Linked DNA regions of Hordeum vulgare: region 1 is linked to region 2. Evidence: chromatin contacts called from public Hi-C data. All regions are on one chromosome and are shown on one strand. The core of a region is the stretch at or near the end of the contact, and the rest is flanking DNA. Distances in the headings are between cores, read along the strand shown. Region 1 has its middle 130 kb from the start of LOC123440113. Region 2 has its middle 420 kb from the start of LOC123440112.

The links. Hi-C and Micro-C count contacts between places; a contact is called where the count stands out from the background.
Region 1: a Hi-C map of leaf shows a contact between it and region 2, with 3 times the contacts expected there. The contact joins two enhancer-like sites. A contact is called at or near these places in 2 of 6 Hi-C or Micro-C datasets (leaf and seedling).

What each region holds. Positions count from the first base shown.
Region 1 is chr3H:441,140,683-441,147,080 of MorexV3_pseudomolecules_assembly, reverse strand. No RefSeq gene overlaps it. Among protein-coding and RNA genes, the nearest start is that of LOC123440113, 130 kb to the left of the region's middle. Within about 2 kb of position 4,655, at least 2 of the 3 cell types and tissues checked have open chromatin away from gene starts, as enhancers often do. A contact at or near this core is called in leaf, where this site is marked.
Region 2 is chr3H:440,410,751-440,417,563 of MorexV3_pseudomolecules_assembly, reverse strand. It overlaps the pseudogene LOC123443795. Among protein-coding and RNA genes, the nearest start is that of LOC123440112, 420 kb to the left of the region's middle. Within about 2 kb of position 1,298, at least 1 of the 3 cell types and tissues checked has open chromatin away from gene starts, as enhancers often do. A contact at or near this core is called in leaf, where this site is marked.

The DNA of each region.
Region 1 (6,398 bases), core at 3,406-5,905, 730 kb before region 2:
TTATTTAGTTCTCTTTGTTTTCTTATGTCTACACGTGTTTTGGAGCAACCAAGGACCAAACACAAATGAAATTACAAAGGACAGATTCGATACGGAGTTAGCTATGCATTAGTAGGAAAAACCTTATAGGTAGGAGCCTAGTAGTAGCGCTGGAAAATGGTACACGCTGCTGCTACTTAGCAGTAGCGCTGGAAAGTGAACGCGCTACAGCTAAGTACCATAGTAGTAGCACTGGCTGCAATTCCAGCGCTACTGCTAAACGGGGTCCAACGAGGCCACCCACAGTATCTGTAGTAGCGCTAGACTGTAAAACGCGCTACTGCTACGTTCCATAGCAGTAGCGCTTCCTTGGAAATAGCGCTACTGCTAATTGGCCCAATGAGGCAACCCAAAGTATCTACTGCTAAACGGGGCAGCTTCATTTACACCCACACACACCCCTTCCTCCCCCTTTGCCCTCCTTTCCTCCTCCATTATTAGTTCTCCACCATTCTTGCCCTTATTCTCTCTTTCTCCTAACTATCACCCCCACACACACCCTACCTAACTGCCGGAGGAAGAAAAACAAAAAAACGAAAAGAGAGAAAGCAATACAAAAGAAAAAGAAAAAGGAAAGGAAAGGAAAATCATAAAAATGAAAGAAAGGTAATAAAAATAAAATAATAAAGAAAAATAACTAAAAGAAATTAATAAATAAAAGTAATAAAGAAAATAAAGTTAGCAATAGCTCTCGCATGGCACCATCGCTACTGATAAGTTAGCAGTAGCGCTGGAACCAAACGAGCGCTACTGCTACATAACCTAGGTCATTTAGTAGTAGCACTAGGTTAGCACCAGTGCTACTGATAAGTTAGCAATAGCACTGGAAACAAACCAGCGCTACTACTAACTTTATTTTAAACCGTCCCCAAATCCCCTAACTCCCCCTCTCCCTCCACTCCTTCCCTCTCCCCTAACTCCCACGCGCACTCCACTCCCCACTGTCGCCGCCGCCGCCAGAGCCCTCCCCCGCCGTCGCCACCGGAGCCCTTCACGCCCGTCGGAGCCCTCCCCCGGAGCCCTCTCCACCCCGGTAAGCCCCCCGCTTCCCGCCGGAGCCCTCACGCTCCCCACCCACCAGAGCCCTCCCCACCCCGACCGGTAAGCCCCACGCTCCCCACCCACCGGAGCCCTCCCCACCTCCCCATCGGAGCCCTCCCCACTATTGGAAATATGCCCTAGAGGCAATGATAAAAGGTTATTATTATATTTCCTGTTTCAAGATAATCATTTATTATCCATGCTATAATTGTATTGAATGAAAACATAGATACATGTGTGGATACATAGGCAAAACAATGTCCCTAGCAAGCCTCTAGTGGGCTAGCCAGTTGATCAAGGATGGTTATGGTTTTCTGACCATATGCAAGTGTTGACACTTGATAACTTGATCACATCATTAGGAGAATCATGTGATGGACTAGACCCAAACTATGAACGTAGCATGTGACCGTGTCATTTTATTGCTATTGTTTTCTGCGTGTCAAATATTTATTCCTATGACCATGAGATCATATAACTCACTGACACCGGAGGAATGCCTTTTGTGTATCAAACGTCGCAACGTAACTGGGTGACTATAAAGGTGCTCTACAGGTATCTCCAAAGGCGTCCGTTGAGTTAGTATGGATCAAGACTGGGATTTGTCACTCCATGTGACGGAGAGCTATCTCGGGGCCCACTCGGTAATAGAACATCACACACAATCCTTGCAAGCAATGTACCTCAAGTGTGAGTCACGATATCTTGTATTGCGAAATGAGTAAAGAGACTTGCCGGTAATGAGATTGAAATATGTATACAGATACCGACGATCGAATCTCGGGCAAGTAACATACCGAAGGACAAAGGGAATGACATACGGGATTATATGAATCCTTGGCACAGAGGTTCAACCGATAAGATCTTAATATGTAGGATCCAATATGGACATCCAGGTCCCGCTATTGGATATTGACCGAGGAGTGTCCCGGGTCATGTCTACATAGTTCTCGAACCCGCAGGTCTGCACACTTAAGGTTCGATGATGTTTTAGTATAGTTGAGTTATATGTGTGGTTACCAAAGGTTGTTCGGAGTCCTGGATGAGGTCACAGACGTCACGAGGGTTTCCGGAATGATCCGGAAACGAAGATTGATATATAGGATGGTTTCATTTGGTCACCGAAAAGTTTCGGGCATTACCGGTAGTGTACCGGGAGTGACGAATGGGTTCCGGGAATTCATCGGGAGGGGCCCACCCACCCGGGAGTGAGACCAGTGACCCTAGGGTGGCGCACCAGCCCTTGGTGGGCTGGTGAGGCTAGCCCAATAGGGCCATGGCACCACAAGGGTAAAAATACCAAAGGAAAAAGGGAAAGAGGGAGGTGGGAAGGAAGGAGTGGACTCCTTCCCCCAAACCGAATTGGGGTGGGAGTCCACCTCCTCCCTTCGGCCGGCTCCCTTGAGCCCCAAGGCTAGCCCCTCCCCTCCTCCTATATATACTAGTGGTTTTAGGGCTTTTGAGACACAATTTTGCCACGTGCAACTCAAACCTATACCACGTAGTTCTTCCTCTAGATCGGATTTCTGCGGAGCTCGGGCGGAGCCCTGCAGGGGTAGATCATCACCAGTGTAACACCCCAAAAATCGGGTTATCATTTTTTGTGTTGTTATTCCTTTTTAGGTTTTCTCTCCTAGATTTTTCCCCTGGAATTTGGCAAATGACCAGGTGAACCCAGTCTATCCTCAACCTCTCAATGCCTTTCCCATGTCCTTGTGCCAGCTTGCCCTTGTTGAGTAAACCTGAACCTCTTCGAAACCCTAGCTCCGAAATATTGGAACCGGGAATCATGCCTTTGTGTTTACAAAGGAGCCATCATTTCCCTTGCTATGTTGATCCTACAAATATTCCCAGAGATCATTCTTCCCTCATAAAACCTAGAAGTGCAAAAAATATTGCCAAGTCATATGCAATATTTCTCCTCTAGAATTAATTCCCGTTTCTTCCTTTCTGAGGAATTAAATCCAAGAAAATATCTATCCATCTCCCAAGGTCATAAAAACTTGTGGAGATATTCCTTGTGATCCTATGAAGCTCTCATAAAATACTGGCCATCACTAAGTAGGGAAAAATGCCTTTTTCCAATATTGCATTTTGGGGAATTTCCAAAGGAACTACCATTTTGGTAGCTAGGGAAAATCCCAAATAATTTGTGGAGCTTCTCATATCCATATATTCATCATTTCCATCAAAATATCAAGTTCCCCAATTCAAAAATTGAGCACAATATCCCTTTGCAGATTCTGTCCAGATTTTCTGTTTGCAAAGGAAGTGCTTGATTCCTTGTTTCCCTTGAGCTGAAATTTTGTAGAGTAGTTCATGGTGATAAATCATCCTTGTCCACCAAAATTTAGCCCATTCCATCAATACAACATTCCTCAGCAAATTATTTAAGATTATGTCCAGATTGAAGCACTGTGAAGGAAGTACAATTTATATTTGTGCAAATGGTATGCAACTTTTACAGTGACTTCATATGCCTAAATCATGAGTCTCTTCCAAGTCTCAACCAATTCCATTTAGCCAATGAACCCCAGCACCATCTTCTTCATTTCTGGTCAGTATGCCAAGTTACAAAGAAAGTACCCTCTAGACTTATTGGATTGTGCTGAATTTTGGCCGAGATAGTGACCTTAGTGAGTGGTTAACCTCAGCCAAATATCATGCCAAGAGGTGCACTGTGGTGGACACACCATAGCACAAACACCATGCTGTTAGAAACTATTTGGTTTTGGTGTGGTCACCTCATTGCTCTCCAGTGGTGTGTGTTGTGTCATGTCATCTTAGAACAGTGTGTGGATAAGCTTAGATATGATTTGAGAGCTTGTGGGACATGGCAATGCCGTGACACCGTGGTAACCACATGCAGAGTATGCCAAAACCAAGCTTTGTGCATTGAGGTCGACGGGAGCTTGTCTCCAGCAAGTTCTAGCTTTTCCGGAAGTGTCTTGGATTTTCTCCCGGCGTGCGTGAACACTCTGGAGCCCTCTCCCCCTTGTCCCCTTGCCCCTGGAGGTGTATGCCAAAGGAATCCCTCCATGGCTTCTCGGAGCTTCTCCCGACATCGCGAGAGCCCCTCCCCGCAGCTATATTAGGGCATGCCCGAGCCTCTGACGTTCTCGAGGAACCTCCCAAGCCCCTCCCCAAGTGCTCTAGAGCTCCCCATTGCTCCCTAGCTGAAGGCCGTCACCGTTCCCCTCGGCCTCCATGCTGCAACCCTCTCTCCGGCCGTCCCCGGCTCCGTTCGAGCCCACCAACGTGTGCGTCGTGACCCGAGGACCCCATCCCCAACTTCGCCTACTCCGGGAAACCCTCCGGTCGCCGGAGTCGAGCCATCGCCGTCGCGGGATGCCGCGCCGCTAGGCCCTCCCCACTGGCCGTGTACCCTGCGAATGGATGCGCCACTCGCCGGCGGGCCCTCCGGTGGCCTCCGTCTGGTCGGGGGTGGCCGGAGCCGCCCTGGCGAACGCCGGCGCCGGCGCCCTCTCTCTGCCTCGCAGGCACGAGCGAGAGGTAGACGACGACCAGGAGGGAGGAGAGAGAAAGAGAGGATGGGGCGGGCCCCAGGCGTAAGAGAGAGAGAGAGGAGAGACAGGGCGGTCCCACCCATCAGCCGGCTAAAAGTCAACCCCCTGGGCCCGCACGTTTTAAGTGAAGACGTAAAAGACAAAATACGCTTTTGGTTTACCAAAAGTGTATTTCCCCGAAAGGCGCCTTCTCTTTTTAAACCCGCCGGCCGAACAACCTAAGTGGTGGATGTTCACTGGTTTAGATCGAAAATGAATAAGTTTTTATTTGTTTTCTGCCTAAACAGCGAACGGCCATAACTTTGTGCTCGTAGCTCCGATTGAGGTAAAACTAGCGCCCACGTCTTCGTATCGTCGAGCCCGTTTCGATAGTATCATTTTCATAATATGTTTGCAAAGTAGAATTGACTGCTTTGCCCTTGCCCTCTGATTGAGCCTTTCGAGAGGGAAACCTCTCCGGCAAATCTTCCCGGTGTTTTATCGCGCTTCTGCCCGGAGTATTCGTCGACCCTCAGGGAAGCCAACCTCTTACCAGGAGCTCCGTACTTGCGTGATAACTTTGCTTGCACTATGTGTGTTTATCTGTATCACCTGCTAGTCTACATTTGCATATAACTGTGATGGCATTAGTACTAATTACTAGCATTACTTTTCATCTAATATATGCCCTCAAACCTTGCTCTGTGATGCTCTTGCATATTAAATTTATAATGCTTATGTCCGAGTGTATAGTGATGTGTTGTGTGTGACTCTAACGAACCATTGCTCGCATTTTCTTCAATAATGGCACCATGCCCGAGTCTGAGCTGCTTTCGGCTGTCCGGGGTGGATGCCAACTTTATATTTCTTTTGTCAGCAGCTGTCCCGTGTTCTGAGCTGCTTTTCGGCCGTCGCGAGCAACTATTGAATTTATTTCCATGGCGGTGACCCTATGCTCTGAGATGTTCTTCGACCGTCTTAGGGAACTGCTACATTCTTTTTATCAACACCATCTCATGCTCTGAGCTTCTTTCCAGCCGTCTCTAGTCGGGGTTGAGTTACTCCAGTAATGTCCCAGATCTGTGTTGTAAAGACCGTTCTGGTGGCTACCGATTTATTTGCCGATTTTATGCGAGGGTTCTGAAGGTCCAACTTGTAGCTAGAATCTGTAAAGTATTAGTTTGCAATTTACATTATACTGTTGTGATTACTGTCTATGATTACTTTGTGTTTCATCCGACAACTTATGAATATGGTTTAACAGTAGTGGCTTGATCTTATTAATTATCGGATTGCTGTGACATCGTAGCGTCAGCTATGACAGATAATATTCGGGATAAGATACCTAGTTGGTTGATCAGAGTCACCTCTCTGGGCTCATCTGTGTAGCCACATTTGCCGATATGGGACGACCTTGACTTGGTCTGATTGTGTGCTCTTTCACCGGTACCTCCAAGGAGGGAGGGTTATGCACGTGTGCTACCCTAATCAGGTAGACAGTGATAACCCTGTGAGCCAGTTGAGTTGTTTATGCCGGCGTCCCCGGATGGGAAATTTTAGTTTGGCCACGACGGTGGCAGGTGTCATGAGGACACATGGCCATCCAGGGCAGGACTCTGGGGAAGGATGAATCCCGGTGGTATGATGAAAGAGTCACGGGTCAGGTAGGTTTCGTTGGAGCAATGCTGGTCCACCCGAATGGGATCACGAGGTCAGTGCTCCATAGTGTGGGTAAAGTGTGCAACCTCTACAAAGTGTCAAATTAATTCAAATAGCCGAGTCCACGGTAATGGACAGCCCGACCAGACCTCA
Region 2 (6,813 bases), core at 49-2,548:
GGCACATTTTTGTATTCACTACTTGACAGATCGTGCGAACTCGACCATGGTGGAACACAATACTTTTGATACTCCCTCGCCATACTCATGTCTTGTTCTGATAAATCAATCATCACTATACTTCATTTTATTTTCTATTCTCCCCTCTCTTTAGGCACCGAGCTATGATAATCCTCCTTGAGTGATACGTCTGATCGTTAGTTGTCACTATGGAACAACTTTATTTCTTGTCATGGGTCACATAAGTCTTCTTTTATCTTTAAAATTTTATTTGAAATGTATCCTTAAACGTAAGTCCTGATAATAAGTTCTCTATAACATCATAATTCTACCCGATTTTGTAAGCCCTGACTCGCATGGCTTGGGTTGTCTAGTACTCCCTTCATCTCAAACTATAAGACGTTTCTTGGCACAAACGTCTTAAATTATGAGACGGGAGAGTAGCTGACTGTGAGGTCGTCCATTCTCTCTCTCTTATTATATATTGACATGAATGTCTTATACTTTCCATATCACAGCAGTTTTTGTTCTGTTGGGTCCATATGCTCATGGAGATGTCATGAATGTCTGCATACGATGCTTATACATGTATATAATCTTTGATTGTTCCTCGTCTAACGCTTCTTTGCCACATTAAGCCATTGTGATACCTTTCTCTCATCACCAATTCTTTTCCTTCGTAATATTGTCTGTTAATTCTGCATGACTTGGTTCATCTTTCTCCTGCTCCGATTTGTTATGTTCTTGCCTAGTCTTCATACGCATTCTCATACATGTCTTGTGCACGGTACTTATATGTATATATTTTCTCCATGGTGTGTCTCGTTTCGTGCTATAAGCCACTATAAACTGTGTATATGACCTTCAATAGTTCATTTGAAGAATGAGACTGGAAATACTATTTGGAGCCCGGGCTTCCGTGAACCCCATTTTTTTTATAAAATTAGAAAATACAAGAAAAAATCAAATTCTGGAACGCTTTTCACTATGATTTTTTTTTTTTAAACTGAGTCCACTTGAATCCGTACTCCATATTTATATTTATGCATGAGTTTTTTTGCGAGAATATTTATATTTTTTGGAAATAAGAATACTTATATTTATGCATGATTTATTAGCATGTTAGTTTGAGTTGAAAGGCATTGCACTTTGGAGAGTTATTTTCTGGTTGAGGGAATCCCACGGTCCCACCTTCGTTTGGTTTCAGTGAGATTCGGCCGGCATTGCATGGTTGGTATTCCGATGTATCCCTTTCCACCTTGCAATGCGGTGGGGCATATATTCAGTTCCACAGCGTGCCGTTAATTCACTCATTCGTGCATCCTTTAGACCGGGGTATGCACGTACCGTGCGACGTCGCGCTAGCTGGAGGAATCGTATTTATGCTGGTTCCATCCATCAGAGGCATAAGGCGCCCCGTCGCACTCGCCTGATCGTTCCATTCAGGTGATGCGACGGTACGGCCCTGCTAGCTAGTTTTACAGGCAATATGTCAAGTGCACATGTACATCGACCAATGCATTATGAATATATACTAGCTTCCCCGCGTAACATCGGTGCTCCCCGCACAAGCTTTGCCTTCTGAAAGCACTCATTGTCTCTTCCCCATTGTTTCATATTCTCTTCGTCTAAAAATATTTTTTATAAAAATAAATATATCTAAAACTAATATATATATATATATTAGTTTTATTTATTTTTAACATGTAATTTCGGACGAAGTGAGTATATGAGAAAAACCCAGGGTATGTAATTTAAGTTATTGATGCAGTATCAAAAGCCATGAGTTATAACCAAAAGTGAATATAATCTGGCTATCCATAATTATACTAAGTTAAACGATAATTTTTTTGAAACGGAGGCAAAGATTATCGTATCTATTAATTAAGCAAAAGAGAATTGGCCAGTAAATTATGAAAAAGCGGGTAAAACTAGAATAACAAGGGCCAAGCCCCTTTCTATAGCCTGAAACACTGCGGGTAAAGCCCACCCTAAACGACGACATGTCGACCTGCGGCCACACAACGCAACTCCAACTCAGACGGAGAATTCAGAAGAACAAAACCAGGCACGACTGGTGCCATGGAAGATCGCCGAACGGGCTACCTACAGCCACTCACCGTACACCACAGGGCCCCGCCGCCGCAGCTTCGGCTCCACAGCAACAAACAATCCAAGGCAATACCATCGACACGCCGGAGAAGAGCCGACTACCGCAACCATTGACGCGTCGCCGACATCGCTCCCACCATCATCGTTGCCACATAAGTCTGGACGTCATAGTGATACACTCGGGGTCGCCGCCCCGACATCTACCGCTCCGTCGCGCCCAACGGAAACAACCGGCACCGCCGCCCCGACATAGCACCGCTCCCCACGAGCAGCAACGCCACACAACCCAGCTGCCCGCAGCCCATGCCGTTCAGGGCAACCGCTCGTAGACCACGAACGTCGCACAACATCCGGGGCCTCCGCCCTGTCGTAAAGTCAGACCAACCCCTCTCGGGCGCATCGACCAGGCCGACACCCCTATCGCCCAAGCGGGACAAGGATGTCACCCAATCAATGTCCATATAGAGCCCCACCTCATAGAGCTGCCACTCACATTGTTCCCGAGAATCGCCATCTCGCCGCGCCAACAAAAACCACCCCAAGTTGCCGCCCCGACGTCCACTGTCCCCGACAACGAAGAGATCCGTGCAATCTGCAGTATGCTGACTCTCCAAGACGATGCCTCAAAGAAAGAAAATGACGTAGCCGCCGACATCGCCCGCTTCGACCATCCGAAACTAGAGATTTCTCCCGGAGAGTCGTGGAAATGAAGCTCCACAACAATGCCTTCAAGAAGGGGAACGACGCTATGGCATCGCCGTTGCCGGCACCAACCGAAAGTCAGGGCTGGGTTTTCGCCCGGAGCTCCACCACACCTCCGAATCCGGACAAATCCGAAGCACTGGACATCATACAATCCCCATGGTCGACGTCCATCGCCTCCTCCCGCCACCATGCCTCGAACGCACTGGTGCCACAATGCCCACTCCCTGCAGCAGATCCGTGCTGCATGAAGCCCTCCGCGATGTGCCCTGCGCCACCCAGCGCCACACTTCACCCCAACGCAGTCGCGCCGAGCCGCCAACCTGTCAGATCTGCGCGCAACCTTCACACCGGCACCTCCATTACGCCCAGGCGACATCCTGAGCGTCCCCATTGACTCCAGATTTGGGCGCCAGAACCCTCGATCCGTTGCGTACCGATCTGCAACCAACACCGTCGCGACACCAAACAGGAGCATCGTCGAACTTCGGGGCCGCTGCCTCGGCATCCGGTCGCCGTGAACACCGGCTGCCTCAACTAGCCGCAGCAGCCAGCCTCCCGTGGCGTTGAAGCCAACCCCGGCACGCGTGGCAAAAGCACAAGGCGAACGCCCAGCTCCAAGCCACGCACCACCGGTGTGCACGCATCTGCGGCCGCCGCTCGAGATCTGACGAGACGCGTGCGAGAGAAGACAGCCCCACCGCCGCGCGGGCTTTGCCCGGCCGCGGCCTGCGGCGGCGGCAAGGGAAGGGCGGAGGCAGGAGAGAACCGGACGCGGCGGCGCGCAGAGTCCACCCGAGCCGCTCCTGGGAGAGCGACGCGGGGCGACTTCTTCTTTCTTTGTGAGGTTGGTGTTGTTGAGGTTCTTTTTCTTCCACGTAAGTTAATGACAATTAATATGAATAGGAGGTAGTACTTAATTTGGTCAATCAGCCGGTCTCTATGATGATGATCAAGTATAATGAATAATCAAACTATCAAACAAAGACATTTCGAAGGTCTCGGTGAAGGTGGTGTTTCTTTCCAAGGGAGACTTTTTTTAGAAAAAAATCCCTCTAGTCGAGTCTTTTTCTAGTTTCTTAAAGAAAAGTCTCTTCTATTTCTTTATCTATGGATTAAAAAAACTTGTTTTAATCTAGTCCCTTTAAAGAAACACCACCGAAGTCAATTTGCTCGTACTAGCTGGAGTACTTGTAGCTTCCATCAAGACTGAATGATAGAGCTGTGACGAGTTTTGGGAGCCAGATAAAACAAACATGATGTGATGAAGACAGTAAACTAAACTATCATACCGTTCCAGGTGATCAGATCAGCATGCACGCATCAACTATTCAACTGCCATTCTTTCATTCAGTTTTGTTAGCTTCAATCTCCCAATGTAATTAAAGAACGTGAGTGAAGCTTCTTAGAGCATCTCCAACAGCAGTATAAAAAAACGCACGCAGTAAACAGAGCTTTTAACGCGCATGGGACGGAAACGCGCGCTTCAGTGGACGGGTGAAATTAGCGCGCATGGCTAACGACTGCGCGGGGGAGAAAACTAGCGGCCGCGCACTAGATTTGGCGCACCGCTTCGGGCGCGTCTATAAATTGCGGCGCTCGCCGCGCGGCTGCCCATCGCTGTCCTCGCCGCTCCCTCTGCCACGCGCGCTCTACTCTGCCGCTTCCTCGCCGCTCCGTCTGCCGCGCCTCCACCGAAACGCCGCCATCGAGCCACCATGTCGCCGCGCCGCCGTGGATCTTCGGGTTCCACAGGTGTCCGCACGCGCCTCTCCGGTGTCTACTACGCCGAGATTCGGTCCGGCGACGTCCGCCTCGGCCTCGGCACGTTTGAGACCGAGCACGAGGCCGCCCGCGCGTACGACGCGATTGCGTGGCGCCTAGGGAGACCTCGTGCGCAGATGAACTTCCACGACGTCTACACGCGTGAGCAGGCGTAGGCTGTCGCCCCTCCACCTCATCTGATAACAGAGCAGGACCGTGAGGAGCAACGTCGGCGGCAGCGCCGCCTCCTCATCGCCGAGGAGGACGAGCGATCCATGGCGGAGTGGCGCCGGCGCCACCCGGAGAACCTCGCCGCCGACAACGCCTTCTGGGCAGAGATGACGGAAGGAACCGCGAGGAGCGGGATGACAGGCGTCGACGCAAGGCATTGGTCATATCGCAGTGCGAGGTCATCAACAACGATGGCAAGTCGTTATTCGGGAGTGACAACGAACGTTGGGATGATATTTGGCTCGATACCTCGGATACCGACGATGATAATGAGGAGAAGGACGACTGCAAGTAGGTTCTAGTAATTTTTATCTATATATCGTATGTATTATGACAAATATTTATGTATCGTTTTATCTATGTATGTATGAAATATCTATGTATCTTTTTTATCTTTGTACCGTTTTATCTATAATTGTAGGTTCTAGTAGTTTTTATATCTATGCATTTTTAACGCGCATGCTGGAGCTAGGCGCGCGCTGCATTTTAAGGCGGTCGCTGGAGTCCGCGCTGGCCGCCGCATTAAAATAGACAAACGGCGCGCTGTAAATTTATTTTTTACGCGCCACGCGTTGGACACCTGTTGGAGATGCTCTAACCAGAGAGCTCCAGATGAGATCATCTAGTTTGGTGTTTTTTACGAGCAATCTAGCTTGGTGTAGTTAGTCATCTTGCACGCATCAGTTGTTTAGGAGATGAGCTCATGTCATTGTTTCGTATATAACTACTCTTTTCATATCTAAATAATTGTAGTTGGGGAGAATTAGACTACTTCTCATCAACTACAATTATTTAGGTACGAAGGAAGTAGTTTGATCTTATAACCACTTGGGATTTTAATTTTTTGGTGTAGGTGTATAACCACTTGGGAATATGATTATAAAAGTGTGAGTAAAAGCAAAACAAAATCGTGGAAGTTAGAATTATTCTACATAATACGGTAGTATCTGGCAAAGACTAGAAATTACGAAATGTACAACATCCTTTCAACTATAGGTTTCTAGAATTCTTGGGGAAAGCACCGGACTGTAGTCACGCCGAGACGCTCCCTATAATCCTTATTGTCGTTCTCCTGGACAGGATCTCGAACGATAGGGTTTCGGATGCACCTGCTCTCCCAACCACCCGTGAACGCGGTCGTCAAGATGAGATCGTCGGAAGCGGCACAAAGAGAGGACCAATAGATGACGGCTAGGGTTAGGGTTCACTCCACCGGCTAGCGCCTTCTTATATAGGTCGTCGAGTAGGTGGACCTGGGCTTAGGCCCATGACTGAGTCCCTAAACAACCCATGGTCCAATGTCTCGGACGTGGAACTTCCGTTAGAGACTCGTTAATTAATACATTATTAACTAACCATTTTGACCTTAAAATGACGAACAACCCATTCTCTCAACCCGCGATGCACCCACGTCGTGATGAGGCGAAGCATGGGCAGGCGAGGCGGGTGGTGGATGTGGGGAAGCATACGTGTAGAACTCATCTTCCCTAGCTCCCAGTGGCATATGGTTAGAGAAACCCTTATAAAGGGGTCGCACTCTCACTATTGAAGCACTATGCTACTAAACTTTCCATCACTTGACGTACACTCACATGGGCCATAGTGATTAATCAGGGATTATATGAACCAAAGCCCATCTATAATCCAACAACCCCCATCATATCTCGAGGCACATAAGTTTGTCATCTATTTCAAACAATGTATTGATATGCGAGATTTTTCAGTGGAGACTGTTAAGTTGAACTTCCATCTAGAGAAACCGGATTAGACTTCTTCACAACCATACAATGGACTATGCTTTCAATTGTGAGTTTAACGTCCAGAAGTTTCGCCAATTGTCAGCTCGTATGTGGATGCCGAAGGCTAAACCCCACGGGTGGAGCTTATTAGTCATACTCCTGACTTGTTCATGAGATTCCTAGAGATTATCCAATGTCCTAGACTGTGACCACCAGTCGGGATACATAGGTGTGTTCCTCCAAATAATTCTATGTAGGATAGCAT